Regions from separate parts of the Pan troglodytes genome. Here region 2 is linked to region 1. A link is a contact called in public HiChIP or PLAC-seq data. All regions are on one chromosome and are shown on one strand. Each heading gives the region's core, a stretch centred on a gene start, on an enhancer-like site or on the middle of the called end of the contact. The rest is flanking DNA. Distances are from core to core; before and after follow the strand shown.

Evidence for each region. HiChIP or PLAC-seq counts read pairs in DNA pulled down with a chosen protein or histone mark.
Region 2: an H3K4me3 HiChIP or PLAC-seq map of stem cell-derived excitatory neurons shows a contact between it and region 1, with 9 times the contacts expected there. The contact joins the promoter of AFF1 here to the promoter of MAPK10 in region 1. A contact is called at or near these places in 2 of 7 Hi-C or Micro-C datasets (blood and stem cell-derived neural progenitor cells) and 1 of 1 datasets of contacts at active chromatin or transcription factors (stem cell-derived excitatory neurons).

Annotation. Positions count from the first base shown.
Region 1 is chr3:87,971,550-87,979,514 of NHGRI_mPanTro3-v2.0_pri, reverse strand. MAPK10 (mitogen-activated protein kinase 10) reads left to right here and starts at 4,380. Exons shown (of 14, transcript XM_054683823.2): 1 at 4,380-4,574. PTPN13 (protein tyrosine phosphatase non-receptor type 13) reads right to left here and starts at 4,634. Exons shown (of 45, transcript XM_063808935.1): 1 at 3,698-4,634.
Region 2 is chr3:88,269,325-88,277,289 of NHGRI_mPanTro3-v2.0_pri, reverse strand. AFF1 (ALF transcription elongation factor 1) reads right to left here and starts at 3,999. Exons shown (of 21, transcript XM_054683810.2): 1 at 3,319-3,999. It overlaps C4H4orf36 (chromosome 4 C4orf36 homolog), which reads left to right and starts at 4,117. Exons shown (of 5, transcript XM_024356166.3): 1 at 4,117-4,202; 2 at 4,893-5,030. The coding sequence starts at 4,966.

The sequences.
Region 1 (7,965 bases), core at 3,131-5,630:
CACATATTAATTTCATCCTCAAAATACCTTGAGAGGGACCAGGCACGGTGGCTCACGCCTGTAATCCCAGCACTTTGGGAGGCTGAGGCAGGCCGATCACTTGAGGTCAGGAGTTCAAGACCAGCCTGGCCAACATGGCAAAACCTCGTCTCTACTAAAAATACAGAAATTAGCCAGGTGTGGTAGCACACACCTGTAATCCCAGCTTACTAAGGAGCCTGAGGCAGGAGAATTGCTTGAACCCAGGATCGGGGGCAGAGGTTGCAGTGAGACAAGATTGCGCCACTGTATTCCAGCCTGGGCGAGACTCCATCTTAAAAAAAAAAAGCACGACAAAGCAAAAAAGCCTTGAGAAGTATATATTATTAAATTATTAAAAATAAACTTAGTCTCTAGGATTTGGATACATATTTGTCAGACAGCAGTCCTCCACACTTTTTATACTATGCAGAAGGATTTTCTTTGAGACAGTTTGTTTCAGAGAATGTTCATACTTTTCCAGTGTGAAAACAAATCAAAACAAAACAAAAATTAAAAAAGCAGGATTCAATGGCAGAGCACAGGATAAGGCAAACACATCTAAACAAGCACTTGAACCAGACCCTGTTCCTGTATTTCCCATGCATTTGATAGCAAACTCTGGGAAAAACATGTGAAGTTTATGGTTTAAATCTACACCAGCCTCTATACAAGATTATTTAGGAATTGTTCTCTTTTTATCCTAAGAAATGGCCCACCTACTGCCTTACTATTAGTGACAGTCACACATTCTTGGGAACAGGGTTGGGCAGGATAGAGCAGGGTGCTTATTCACAGTGCCTGACACTAAACAAGAATAAGGGTCTTAAAGGTGTTTTCATTTTCTTCCCAAACTCAAAGGATTATTAGAACTCCACCTCCCAAAGCAGTTTACAGATGGGAGTTTTGATGGGACATTTACAGCTAGTATGAAACTTTCAACTTTAACTTAAGCCATTAAAAGTCCTACATTAATGTACTCATTAAAAGCTATCTTTTAGCCTTGGTCAATACAGCAATACATTGTATCTATTTAAAAAAATAAAATAAAATAAACAAAATTAGTTAGGTGTGGTGTTGTACACCTGTGGTACCTGCTACTTTGGGGGCTGAGTTAGGAGGATTGCTTGAGCCTGGTAAGTTGAGGCAGCAGTGAGCCATGATCGAGCCACTGCATTCCAAACTGGGCAACAGAGACCCTATCTTAAAAGCTATCTTTAAAACATTTAGTTCCTAAGTTATTTGACCCATTTTAATTTTCAAATTAAAAGAGAGTTTTTCAGGGAAAAAAAAAAAAAAGGAAGCCCAGCCCAAAAGATTCTCGTCATTTCCATCAGCACTGATTCTTCTATCCTAAGACCCATTATCTTTTCTCCTTTCTCAGGCCCCTACCTTGTAAAGTGATATTAACTCAAATGAGTCGTACTTGGTTGCATCAGAGGCAAACAGGAGAATACTTTGAACCACACAGAGTTCTCCCAAAGCATATTCCAAAACAAGAATATGTTGACAGGAGTAACTACTAAATGCACTGGCTTGGAGTATGGTTGTGTTTCTTTTTCATTTCAAATGGTGTTAATTATAATTTAATTATGCATAAAAATGTTTTGGGGTTTATTTAAAAATTACACCCTCTGTCAAAAGAAGAGGGTGAAGAGGAAAAAAAAGAAGTAATAGTTTATCCCTTACAGTCCTTCTCTCCAGTACATTTGGGGCTGGGCACTAAGATGAGCTGGAAAAATATACACTCCATTGATATGGGAGAAGCTACAACACTTCCCCATCCAATCCTTAACACATTAAAGACAGAACAAATCAACACCCGTTTTTCTCAATAACAAAGAATACATAAATTTCATTCATTTAAAGATGAACACCTATCATTTATATTATCTACTCCAAAACAAATGATTAGCTAATTCCCACATTCACATACCGTATTTAGGAGGCAGCCCTCAAAAACAACAACAAAAAGATGACGTAAGTTTTATAACGTGACCCCATCATAGCATTAAAATCTGACTTTTAAATTGACACTGGTTTTAATGGTGTGCGTGTATGTTACTTGTGACATGAAAAGCCATTTATATTTTTGGATGCTGGTAATCACCCTCCAAAATATAACTAGGCTTTACATGCAAGTAAAAATGGTGGGACAAATGCAAATTCAAAGATAAACCTACATAATGGTAAAGCAAGCTATCATTCTCTAATTGTAAAAGTGAAAAACACTATGAAATCAGTCCTTTTCTTAACAACTAACCTCAAATATTTTTCTGTTTTTAGTTCTAATTTCCATCCTATCCTCTCCCCACACATACTCCCACAAAGCCTCTAGAACATCAAGTAGAACACAATGTTATGAACAAAGTATAATAAACAAGATTGGACGTCAGTCAGTGCGCCTCTGTATAAATTTACTAAATCAATATATGTATGAATTTACTAAAAAATGCTCCTAGTGATATTAAAACGAGAAATAATTTGTATCTTGGCACCACTACAAGCAGCCAATGAGCATGAAGCAAGTTTTCACCTGGACCCTGCCAACACAGTCATCAAGACTTTAGGAAAATACCTAAGCTTGTTTCATAATACATGCACTTTTACTTCCCCCCCCCATCCTTTAGTAAACTTTCTAGATATAAATTTTAAAATCTTAAAATTTATAATTAGTTACCAGCGCCCTTCATCCCACAGATCAGGTGTCCTACATTTTGTTCAGGTCTTGCCTTGAAAACAAACCCGATTGCCCCATTTTCTGCGAGGGAGCTCAGCTCCAGGCAGCTCCCTATGAAGTCACCGCGTTTGTTGTTTCAAAGATGCAATTAAATGAAAATGACACAAGGCTGTCGAACAGATTAGTTGGAAGTGTGCGGTGGTGTCGATCATATACGTGTATGGCCAATGAAAACTGTATTGCTGTAAATCTCTTAGTGATATTTCTCCCCATCCTCCTCTCTCCATTATATTCACAACAGAAGGAAATTAAACTTTGTAAGAATTTTCTTGACTTTGGTTTAACTTTAGCTTCCCAGCTGTCTGCTCTTACAGTATCACGTAATGAGCAAAGCGGTGGGGCTAGGGGGCCGGAGGGTAGAGTGTTAACTTTAGCAAGCAGAAGAAAAGCAATAAAAGAGCTTGCATCAGACAGTGTCTCTCCCTCTGCCCCCTCTTCCTCTGCTTCCCCGCCATCCCACCCCCTTCTCGAGCCCTTACACATACACATTCTTCTGGGCGGCCTCTAACCACACCATCTCCACAATCATTTGCAGAAATTAGAAACAGACTCCGGGAGCCCTTCCCTTAAGCACGCACAGAGCGGAGCTGTGCAAGCACGACGGGGCAATGTCACTCCCTATTACCCCACAATCTCTTACTCCCCCTGTGGGTTTCATTCCCGAGAATCCGGCTTTCTTCCGCAGAGGAGATGGATCTACCTAATTAGCAATGGAGTTTCATCTCATTCTTCCCCACTCCAGTCACCCCACCCCCACTCTAACGTACAAAAACACCCACCACCAAAACCAAAGAAAAGTTCCTTCTACCCGGGCAACCGAGGAGTTGGGTTTAGGGACTGGAGCGAAAGCAGAGAGAGGAGGAAGAGAACGAGCGCAATGTACTTTGTTTTGCACTTCTGCACAAGCAGCGCAGAGCCCAGGGCGGCTCTCGTCCTTACCGGCTGGTCCCGAGACCGGGTCCTGCTACTGGAGCGCCGGGCGAGGGCTGCAGGGACGCGGCGTCGGGGCGGGCCGCCGGCAGCCGCCGCGGGCGCCGAGAGCCACCACCTCTTCTCCCACAAGCGGCTGCGGGCGTGGGCTGAAGGAGCTGGAGAAGGAGCCTGGGGAGGGGGAGAAGAGGAGCAGCATCTCCTCCTCCTCCTCCTCGCCTCGGAAACGCTCCCCAGCGGCGATCCCGGCCGACTGCCTGACCCCCGAGCGCTCAACGCACCCCAGCCGCCCTACTGTGCTCGACGCCTCTCCAAGAGCTTCGCCAAAACCTTCTGGCGCGGGCGGCTCAACTCCTGTAGGCGATTCTGACCGCTGCCGAGGCGGACCGGGGAGCTACGGAGCACGGCTCGCCAGCACGACGGTCTCCAGGGGCCGTGAGCATGGTGTGTCACCCTCGCCTCAGCGTGGCCGCTGGAGCTACTCGCACCACTGGGGCTCCACCTCGGGCAGCCGCGCCGGCTCCGCCCCCCCGGTCCTGTCACTCAACCATTCCCCGGCACTGGGAGGACCGCAGATCTCCCACCCCGAGCTCCCCTCGACCTCATTGGCCCGCCTGGCATCCAGCTCCACCTCCTCCCTAGGGACGAGGTCGCCAGGGAGACCAGCGCCCCGGTTGCCATGACAACCAGTGCCTTGGGCCTGGCTTTTCGCGTTCTTCGGACTAGCCAGAGGCTCAGGTTGGTGACCGAGCGGCAGAGTTCCTAGCGCCTGCAGTGTGAACTCCAACTTTTAGGCCAAGTTGAAAATGCAGCCGACGACCCCCACACTTCTAACTTCAGAATCAAAACTATGACCCTAGGGAGTGAGGAGGAGAGTGAAAAATGCGTAAGTGCTGGCTCCTCCCTTACTCTTCGCTGCCTCTCAGCCTTGTTTCTATATTCTCACGGGGCGCTTTGGTCTTTGAAAGGAAGAGGAGAGAGGAAGAGCATGGCTTTGCCAGCTCCTTGCAGCAATATAGCAACTTAGAAATTGCGGGGTCAACGAAAAAAGCCCGGTGAGTTTTCCCACGGTTGTAAAGCTATCTTCAAAAGTGTGGTGACAGCACAACGCCAAATGCCCTAGGGAAAACTCAAATTCTCATATTTTTGAAAAAAGTTTGTAAATACTTGCCTTGTTATTTTATCTATGAGACTAAAATAATCCCGAAGTTCGAAAATTTAAGGAAAAGGTTTAACATAGTCGATAACCTCCCACTTTTCTATATACACTGAAATTTGGCCAAGGTATATCCAGACAGCTATACCCCTCCTTGCTGCAAGCCGAAATATTTGAGTTTCAATAGTTAAACAAGAGAGTCTTGCTGAATTCATGAACAAATAATATCCTGTGATTTGAGTTTTGAAAGTTTTGGGTTATTCTCAGAGGTATAAGGTAAACTGGTCCACTCTGGAAAGGGTACCTGAAGATAAATTTAGTCTGAGACCCTTAATGTTGAGCCCTAGGTAAATCTGAATTTCATGGCTGGCTCCAAAGTGGAGAGATCTGAGGCTTATTTGGCTTCCCCAAAAAAAGTCAAAGCAGCAATCCTAGGTTCCCTAGCCCCTGAGGCTGCCATACATGTATGATGAATGAGGGAATTAATAGTAATGATTTATCTTTGGCGAGCACTTGAGTTTTCATTATATCATTTACTAAATGAATAACTATGATAGATATCTTCAGTCAAATATGCCTTACAAGTATGCATTGAATGTGATTACTCATAGGGCTAAACACAACGGAAAATACACAGCAGGATTTCAAGCTAAGTCCCCGCTCCCAAGGAGCTAACCTGGAGCCTAAGAAAGAAAACTAGCACTCCTGAAACAATTTGAGAACAATTATAGCTAAAATGTGCAGCCAAACTTTGAGTAGGTAGCAGCTAAGAGAAAGTTTGCTATGTAAAATGGGCTGGATTCCTCAGTTTATGGAAGAGGGGAATTTACACTGGGCTTTGATGAATGCAGCAAAGATGAGGAAAGTCAGTTGAGGGGAACAACAAAAACTAAAGAGCAGCAGCAGGGATGAGTGGTGAAAGTAAATAACAGGCCAGGCTCCTTGGATTGGAAACACAAGTGGATGATTGGAGCCCTTTTCTCAGTTCTTCCCCAATTTTTAAATGTTCTGGATCATCTATCAGGGAGGTAGGAAAGGCAGGTTGGGAAGAACAGAAACTTTCATGAAACATCTGTCTCTGTTTGCCTCTGAAAGAAAGTTCATGTATTTATTGGAAAGAAAAGCAATATCCTTAATTAATGGCTGCAATAGCTTGTGGATTCACATCAGAAAGAAGGTATAGCAAGTATAGTGTTGTAAATTTCCGCAAAAGTAGACAAACCACAGTGTTGTTAGCTTTTTTCCTTTTCTTTTTCTTCTTCGTGTTTTTTTTTTTTTATTAAGGCCATTTCAGGTGGTTGCCCTCAAGGCATTTTCACCAGTAATCCCTCTGTTTTGGATGAGCTGAAAGACTGGTTTTAAAATACAATCTGTTAAAAAGTACACACAAGGGAAATCTACAGGTTAAATTCCTTTTGGATATACTCTAAAAGACAATACTAACAAATGGAACCCAGCACTACATTACAAATAATATAACAAAATTAAGAGAAATTATTTCATGTGTATAGTTATGGCAATAGTTCAATAACAGAAAATTTTCTCATATGCTTGATTATATTAATAAGTCAAAGGAGGAAAACATTATGAGGATCTCAGTTGATGCTGAAAAGGATTTTGTAAAGTCCAGCATCATTCCCAATAAAAATTAGAATTTGTAATAATTTAAATATATATATGTTATACTAAAGCCAGCCACTTCCTTTATAACATAACATCGTAATTATTCCTATTGAAGTCAAGTACAAGGCAAGAATGTTCACCATCACATTGTAACAATAGAAACGATAGCCAATGCAATTAGATATAAAATAGAAATAAGAAATTAAGTACTGTAAATAAGTCAGGATTGTCATTTGTTTGCAAATAATATGAAAACTCCAAAGCATCAACTGAAAAGCTTTTAGAGGCAATAAAAGATAAATTAAGATAACTAGTTATAAAATTAACATACGGGGGGTGGGGCACAGTGGCTTATGCCTGTAATGCCAACACTGTGGGAGGCCGAAGTGGACAGATCACTTGAGTCCAGGAGTTCAATACCAGTCTGGGCAACATGGTGAAACCCTTTCTCTACAAACAATAAAAAAGTTAGCCAAGCATGGTGGGATGCACCTGTAGTCCCAGGTACTCTGGAGGCTGAGGTGGGAGGATTGCTTCAGGCCAGGATGTTGAGGCTGAAGTGAGCCATGATCCCACCACTGCACTACAGCCTGGGCAACAGAGTGAGATCCTGTCTCAAAAATAACAATAATAATAATAATAATAATAATAATAATAAAAATACGAAAATCAAGAGCTTTCTCATGTATTATCATAACCAATTTGAAAATACAATATAAAAATCCATCCCACTTACAGTAGCCACAGAAATTTAAGTAGCTAAAAATAAACACTAAAATAAATTTATAAAACTGGCTGGGCATGGTGGCTCACGCCTGTAATCCTAGCACTTTAGAAGGCCAAGGCAGGAGGGCTCTTTGAGCCTGGGAATTCAAGACCAGCCTGGGTAACATAGCAAGACCCCATCTTTATTTAAAAAAAATAAATACATACATAATGTAAAATATAAACAAAAGTTATAAGACATACTTTAAAAATGATATAATTTGTAGTGGACTATGATTGTGCCTGTGATTAGCCACTGCATGCTAGCTTGGGCAACACAGCAAGATCCCTTCTCTAAAAAAAATTTTAGAATCATGACAGACTTATGAGAAATAACAATGTTTGAAATAAAAAAGCAATCTACTTTTAAATTAAATACCAAGGTTGAAAGAATGTATAATTATCTTTTAAAAGTAAGTTATATATCCAGTATAATTTTTTGGGTTTTTTATTGTTGTTTTTTTTTGAGACACGGTCTTGCTCTGTTACCCAGGCTGGAGTGTAGTAGTGTGGTCACAGCTCACTGCAGCCTCGACCTCCTATGCTCAAGCTATCCTCCTGCCTCAGCCTCCCAAGTAGCTAGGACTACAGGTGCACACCACCATGCCCAGCTAATTTTTTTAAAAAGTTTTGTAGAGAGGGGTCTTGCTATGTTGCCCAGATTAGTCTCAAACTCCTGGGCTCAAGCAATCCTCCCTCCTTGGCCTCCCAAATTGCTGGGATTACAGGTGTG
Region 2 (7,965 bases), core at 2,750-5,249, 300 kb before region 1:
GTTGTTTTGTCGTTATCCTAGAATTGGTGTCATTACTAGAGAGTTTTATAATAGTCATTAGAAAACTGTAAGCTGCATTTGTGATTTACACATTAAGTTAAAAGAAAGAAAATGTCACTTTTTGAAATGAGAATGACGATACACATACATATATACATGTATGTCATGAGAAATTATATTTGAAAAGGGTAGTTGCGAAACTGTTTTCAAATGTGTAATCTAAAACCTTGCCCTAATTATAGTCCTGGGAGAATATGTAGTGCAGTGTGATGAGGACGGCACAAAAATCAGAATAAGGCAGTCTGGGTTCAAATCCTGTAACCTTAGAAAAGTTATTCGTGGTTGAGGTGCCTCCATTTTTTTCTTCTCTAATATTCCTAAAATCCCACCCTAAATTAATAGTAGCATTTATTGTGTGATAATTAAGTAAGACAATGTATATGAAATACATTCACCAGTACTCAAAACATAGTAAATGACTGTAAAGTTACCACACTATTATTGTTTCTGTGTTAGGTGTTGATGATTATCTTTTGCATTCCTTCTTGTGCTTTAGTGTTAACACTAGGTGGCAGCAATGCTCTCTTAACCAATTAAAAGGATACTTGCTTACTTTCTGGCATAGAAGAGATGGTTGAAGCCTTACCTAATAGAAAGATGTGTGTAGGACACCAGCAAAGCAGGGGGGGAAAAGATGAATAGAGATAGCAATAGAGATAGGTATAGAGACATCAATAGAGATAGCGATAGAAATAGAGGGAAAGAGGGAGAGAGAGAGGAAGAAATTGTAGAAAGAATTTGATATTTCAAAAGGATATACTGAAATAGTCATTGTGAGAAAAACCAGATCTCTTTTGGACATCCACCTTCTAGAAAATTGTATTATTTTAAAATACATGTGGGGAAGTGGCAGAGGCCATGTATTTTTTTGTGTTGACAATGTTAAGGATCTTAAGTCGTCCTGGATGGCAAATGTCTGTAAAGTGTAATGTGTTTTACTGTTCATTTTAATTTTAGTATTAATCTTAATTATAAAAATATGAGCATTTTCCTCTATATAAAACATTCCTTCTACAATAAGATATTTAGTGGTATCTATTGCTGTCTAATGCTATCTATTGTTGTGTAACCATTATCCCAAAAGTTGGTAGCTTAAAATGAGGAAATAATGATTTTTTTAAAAATTGAGACAGGGTCTCATTCTGCCACTCAGGCTGGAGTGCAGTCGTGATCATGGCTCACAGCAGCCTCAACCTCCTGGGCTCAAGGGATCCTCCTGCCTCAGCCTCTGGAGTAGTTGGGGCTACAGGTGTGTGCCACCACATCCAGCTAAGTTTTTTTTCTACTTTTTGTAAAGATGGGGTCTCACTATGGTGCCCAGGCTGGTCTTGAACTCCCAGGCTCAAGTGATCCTCCTGTCTCAGCCTGCCGTAGTGTTGAGATTACAGGCATGAGCCACCGTGCCCAACTATGATGAACAGTTATTATCCTATATTTTCTGAGAGCCAGGAATCCTAGGGTGACTTAGCTGGGTGGTTCTGGCTCAGAATTTCTCACGAAGTTTAAGTCAAGACCTCAGTTGGGGCTAAAGTTATCTGAAGGCTTGACTGGGCCTTGAAGCATCTGCTTCCAAGATGGCTTAATCACATGGTTGGTGGCAAAAGGCCTCAATTCCTTATGAATTTCTCCATAAGGCAGCTTGAGTGTCCTTTCAAATGGCAGCCAGTCTCTCCTAGGGTAAGTGACCCAAGAGAGACTGCAAGTAGGAAGCCACAATACCTTTTATGACCTTATCTCAGAAGTCATACACAGTAATGTCCACCATATTTGTTCACAGTGAGTCACACAGGAAATAACTAAATACAATTGTCAGGAATTTTATGCATATGCTGGAAATGGAGTTCCTGTATAAAGAAATCACAGTCTTGACCTCTTCTGGTGTGGCCCTAGACCTATTTCTACAACTATAAAAAGAGAACTTACCATGGAACCATGAGGAACTTCCCTTCTAAGGTGGCTTGTCCCCTATCTGGATATAACCTCAAATAACTTCTCTGTCTCTGTTTTTTCATCTCTAAAATAAAATCACCTAAGAAAGTGCCTTTCAAATTTTTTAGACCCATTGTAAGGGCTGTACATTGAGCCTGAGCACACACACACGTATGTGTATATGTGTATATATATATGTATATAACAGAAATGAAAGTGCCACAAAATAATACCTTCTTAACACTTATTTGTGTGATGTACTCTAATTTTATTCGCCATTCTATGCTAACTCATTTTTTAAAATTCCGGCCAAAGGCCAGGCGCGGTGGCTCACGCCTGTAATCCTAGCACTTTGGGAGGCCGAGGTGGGCGGATCACGAGGTCAGGAGATCTAGACCATCCTGGCTAACACAGTGAAACACCGTCTCCACTAAAAATACAAAAAAATTAGCTGGGCGTGGTGGTGGGCCCCTGTAGTCCCAGCTACTCGAGAGGCTGAGGCAGGAGAATGGCGTGAACCCGGGAGGCGGAGCTTGCAGTGAGCTGAGATGGCGCCACTGCACTCCAGCCTGGGTGACAGAGCGAGACTCCATCTCAATAAATAAATAAATAAATAAATAAATAAATAAAAATTCAGGCCAAAATCTGTAGTACACTGGTCTCACAGTCCATTGAGGGTTTCAACATTCTTTGTGGAAAGAAAACACCCACCGTCACTCCTCGGTGCTCACTTTTCACTGGTGGTAAAGCAGAAATGCTGAAGAGCGAGTGACTGAGTCCTCACCTTCCAGTTTCTGGGAGGCACAAAAGCACCTTTGAAAGATGGGTCAGCCCTGCGAGCCTACTCTAATTAGAAGGATCAGAAGTTGCTTGTCAGATGGAAAGGTTACTGTGTTTTATCTTTTTTTTTTTTGAGATGGAGTCTCTGTTGCCCAGGCTGGAATGCAGTGGCGCCATCTCGGCTCACTGCAACCTCTGCCTCCCGGGTTCAAGCAATTCTCCTGTCTGAGCCTCCTGAATAGCTGGGACGACAGGCGCGCGCCACCTCGCCCAGCTAATTTTTGCATTTTAGTAGAGACAGGGTTTCACCATGTCGGTTGGCCAGGCTGGTCTCGAACCCCTTCACCTCGTGATCTGCCCCTCTCGGCCTCCCAAATTGCTGGGATTACAGGCGTGAGACACGCGCCCGGCCCATCCACCGTGCCTGGCCCATCTGTGTTTATCTTTAAAAGTTGGCTTTGGAACTTGCCATGTGACTCTGGGCAGCCCTTTAACCACCCTGAACTCATTCGTCGGCTCCACAATTGGAATGAGTAGTATCGCTCTTACCTATTTCATAAAGTTGTTTTTAGGCTCACAATCAATTAGGCACTTATCACGTGGCGGAGAATCACAGGGCAGGATCTTTCATCCTCAGAACAACCCTCTAAGACGTAGAGCATTATCCTTGTTTTATAGATGAAGAAATTGATGCTTAGAGCAGTGACATGCGAAATCTTAAGGTTAAATCTTAAGTGCCAGAGCTAGAATTCCAAACCAGTTCTGACATCAAAATCCTCACTCAAAATGGAAATGTAAGCTTGTTTCATTTGACCGTAAGGGGTGGCCATCTGATGTATTCAAATGAAGAAATACGAAATCACCACAGCGTAATAACGGCTTTAGAAATTGATGCTGTCTTGCTCTGAACACGAACACCTAAAATATCACACGTGGTCTTTGAGCTCACTGCCTTCACCCACTGCAGTGTGAGAACGCTGGCAACACGGCTTCGGTTCCCCAGATGTCAGCAGCCAGGACTGGGTACATTTCTTTAAATGGCGCCCCCAAACGAAGTCCAGATCGCTTGGATGCAGCCCCCTACATTGGAAAGCGTCCTTCCCAGGAAAGGTCTGGCTTACAGCCCTCTCTGGCTGGTTGGCTGGATTCCGAGAGCGCGGCCTGCCCCGGCGCGGTTACCAGAGAGCGGACCCCGCGGGGCGCGTCTCCCGGGCCCGGCGTCCCCTCCCTGGCGGGTGGGGCGGGCCCCACAAAGCCCTTTGTTGAGGCTCCGGCGTGACGCGAGGAGCCCCAGACTCGGCGCCCGCGGCGAGCGGGAAGGAGGCGTGTGCCTGCGGCGCGGCCCCGAGGCGTGTGCGCGGCCATGTGCGCTTAGCGCAGCGCGCTCTTCCCTCAGTACCCCGGCCACGACCCTCCGAGCCCCTGGAGCCCGGGTAACCAGGCCGCCGGCGCCGGCTCGCGGGGACCCGCCACCCTGGAAGCCCCGCGCACACAGCGCATTCCTGGCGAGTCGGAGGCAGGGTGGGGCCCAGGTGTGGGAAGGAGCCGAGGCTGAGGCCGTTCCCTTCTCCGCGGGCTCTGTGGGCGGCCGAGGCCCCCACCCGTCCCGGGAACCGGTTCCTCCCGGGCCCTGCGCGTCCGTCCGGGGAAGGGAAGGGGACTCGCCCCGAATCGGCGTGCAAGGGCGGGGACGCGGGAGTGGTGCTGAGTGTTTTGAATGAGGGAAAACCTGGGAAGGATTGCTCTGCTCAAAGTGCCCGGGCCGGGGCGGGTGGTTCCTGTGCAGGCAGAGCCTTTGGTCTCTCAGCACTGCCACGATCAGACACATTTTGGCGCAGCGGTGTTGGAGCTGGTTTGGCAGGCTCAGGCAAGGGCAGAGAGTGCGACACCGAAACTTTGTCTCAGGATGACGAAACTTACCTGGCATTTTCTCCTTATTCGGTGGCAAAAAATGAAAAAATGAGTTCATGGAAAAATGAAAGAGAACACGGTTTTACACTTGGGGTTCCAGTTCAATGAACACTTATTAAGGACTTTCTGACATTCAGAATTTTTTTTTCTATTATTTGGCTACAAAATATTCACGTGAGAGGCATTAATTAGGTGCGTTGCCATCATTTCAGGTAAAGTGAACAGAGTTATCTGTGACATTCCATCAGGCACCTATGTAACGAAATCATACCGTAATAACTCACCATGGCGTATGGAGTGCCAAGAAAGAACACAGTGAAAACCATTTTGCGGGGCAGTTGTTATAATGTGTAAGTATTATTATTATTTTTTTTAAAATCAGGGTAAGCATTGACTGGGGTGGGGAGTGTCTTTGTTAAATAAAAGGACTGGACACTCTGTGCTCCCCATGAGATACTGGGCTATGTGAAGTATTTTCAGGTGTCTGGGATCTGATTTTTTTTTTTTTTTTTTTTTTTTTTTTTTTTGGCAACTGCTTTTATAAGTTAATTATCTTACTTGGTCTTTACAACACAACAACACTTTCAAGTGAGAAAACTGAGGTTCAGAGAAGTTTGATCAAAGTCACAGTCCTGTAGTAAGGAAATGCAAAGGCTAGACTTGGAGTCTTTTTGTTCCAAGACAGCATTTTCTGCTTCCACCCACAACTTTAAAAAAACTTTGTTTAGATACTCCACGTCTACCAAAAAAATGCCCTGGTGTCAGATGTATCTTAACAGAGCACCTAATTAGCTGGTACAAAGGGTCGCTTTTATATCCTGTATACTTTGGCAGGCAGTGGATGGACAACACATGCTTTCCAATCAAGAAGACGTGGGCTCCAAGCCTGGCCCTGCCCCCAGCTCCCTAAGGCCATCTTCTTCGTACCTTGATCTCTGCATCTGCAAGATGCATATAACAATTGACTATGCGGTGTGGATTATAAATGAAGTCGTGTATGTGAAGTACTTTCACATTGCCTGTCATCCAGTGAACGCATAGTGAGCACGTGTTGCAACCACACAGTAGTTTTACTCTGTGGTATTGTAGTGCAGTCTTTTCCTTTCTTAAACGTTTGATTAGGCATCAGATGAATTTGTCTTTTAAACAATATTCTGTGAAGTAAATGAGGATTCCCTGCGGGATTATAAAACCAGAGCTATAAGAAATTCAGAGAAAACTCACTGTTGCATTCTGTTTAGTTTTGTCAGTTTAGTATGTATTTAGACCTTGAACTATGGGCAAGTACCACTATAGTAAGTGTCATTATTATTATTATTTTTTTTATTATTATTATTATTTTGAGATGGAGTCTTGCTCTGTCACCCAGGCTGGAGTGCAGTGGCGCGATCTCGGCTCACTGCAAGCTCCGCCTCTCGGGTTCACGCCATTCTGCTTCCTCAGTCTCCCCAGCAGCTGGGACTACAGGCGTCCGCCGCCATGCCCGGCTAATTTTTTTGTATTTTTAGTAGAGACGGGGTTTCACCATGTTAGCCAGGATGGTCTCAATCTCCTGACCTCGTGATCCGCCCGCCTCGGCCTCCCAAAGTGCTGGGATTATAGGCGTGAGCCACCGCTCCCGGCCTATACTAAGTATCATTATAAACATTATATGAAGATCTTCCTATTTCTGGAGAATGACTTAAAGCACTGATTCCGTGGTTTTAATTATGCAGAATTTTATATCATGAACAATTTCTGTAACACCAGGGCTTTCTCTTTCATTCTCTCAAGAAAGTATTTGATATCATACTGTTTATAAGAATAGCCAAGTGAAGAGGAACAGAATGGTAGTAGCGCTCTTTGGAGTTCATTTGCCAAGGTAACTCCTTACCTGGGGCTTTTTTTGGTTCGGTGTTTTTAAAAGATTGTAAAAACAATACACCAAAAACTTTCTAGCAGTATAGAAGCATATGAAAGGAAGATAAAAATGCTATCTCTCCCCATTCCCATTCCTGATTCCCACTCAGAAGTAAAATGTCTTATATGTTTTCTAGAATTTCTGCGGCTACACAAGACACATACACACATGTATACACACACATATGTCTTTTTAACACATGGAATCATATTGAACTTTGCTCTGCCCACCCCTTTCTAATATATCTCGTATAGCCTAATAGGTAAGAGCACTGATTCTGGAGTCCGACTTCCTGGGTTCAGATCCCAACTTCACAACCAATGGCTTTGTGACCTTGGGCAAGTTGTTCTCTGCACCTCAGTTTCCTTCCTTCCTTCCTTCCTCCCTCCCTCCCTCCCTCCCTTCTTTCCTTCTTTCCTGACAGGGTCTCACACTATCACGCAGGCTGGAATGTTGTGCACCTCCTGGGCTTGAGTGATCCTCCCACCTCAGCCTCCTGAGTAGCTGGGACCACAGGCACACACCACTGTGCCCGGTGAATTTGTTTTATTTTTGGTAGAGATGGGGTCTCACTTTGTTGCCCAGGCTAGTCTCAAACTCCTGTCCTCAAGTGATCCACCTTGGTCTCCCAAAGTGCTGGAATTACAGGCATGAGCCACCATGCCCGGCTGGAGATCTTTATTTTTTATCAAGACAGGGTATCACTCTATCACCTCAGTGCAGTCTCAGCCTTAGCCTCCTGGGCTCAAGTGATCCTCCTGCCGCAGCCTCTTTTGTAGCTGGAACCACAGGCCTGTGCCACCACATTTGGCTAATTTTTTGATTTTTTTGTGGAGATGAGATCTCATTACATCGCCTGGGCTGGTCTTGGCCTTCTGGCCTCCAGCGATCCTCCTGCCTCTGCCTCCCAAAGTGCTGTGATTATAGGCATGAGCCAGCATGCCCAGCCTACTCTTCAGTTTTCTAATCTGTAAACTGAGGATAATAGTAGCATCTGCCTCTTTCATATGGTTGTTGCAGTAATTACATGAGTTCATGTGTGTAAACTGCTTAAAACAGTGCCTAGTAGTAGGTGCTATGTAAACAATAACTGTTTTATTGCTTATCTTTCCAAATCAACACAATCCTTATTCTTTCATTACATGTTTGTACTACAGTTTGTTTAATCAGGCTCTTCTTGATAGATATTAAGGTTATTTCCATGTTTTTTTTTTTTTTTTGAGACGGAGTTTTGCTCTTCTCACCCAGGCTGAAGTGCAGTGGCATGATCTCAGCTCACTGCAACCTCCGCCTCTCGGGTTCAAGCTGGGTTCAGAACCTCTCGGGTTCAAGTAGCTGGGATTACAAGTGCCCACCACCACGCCCAGCTAAGTTTTGTATTTTTA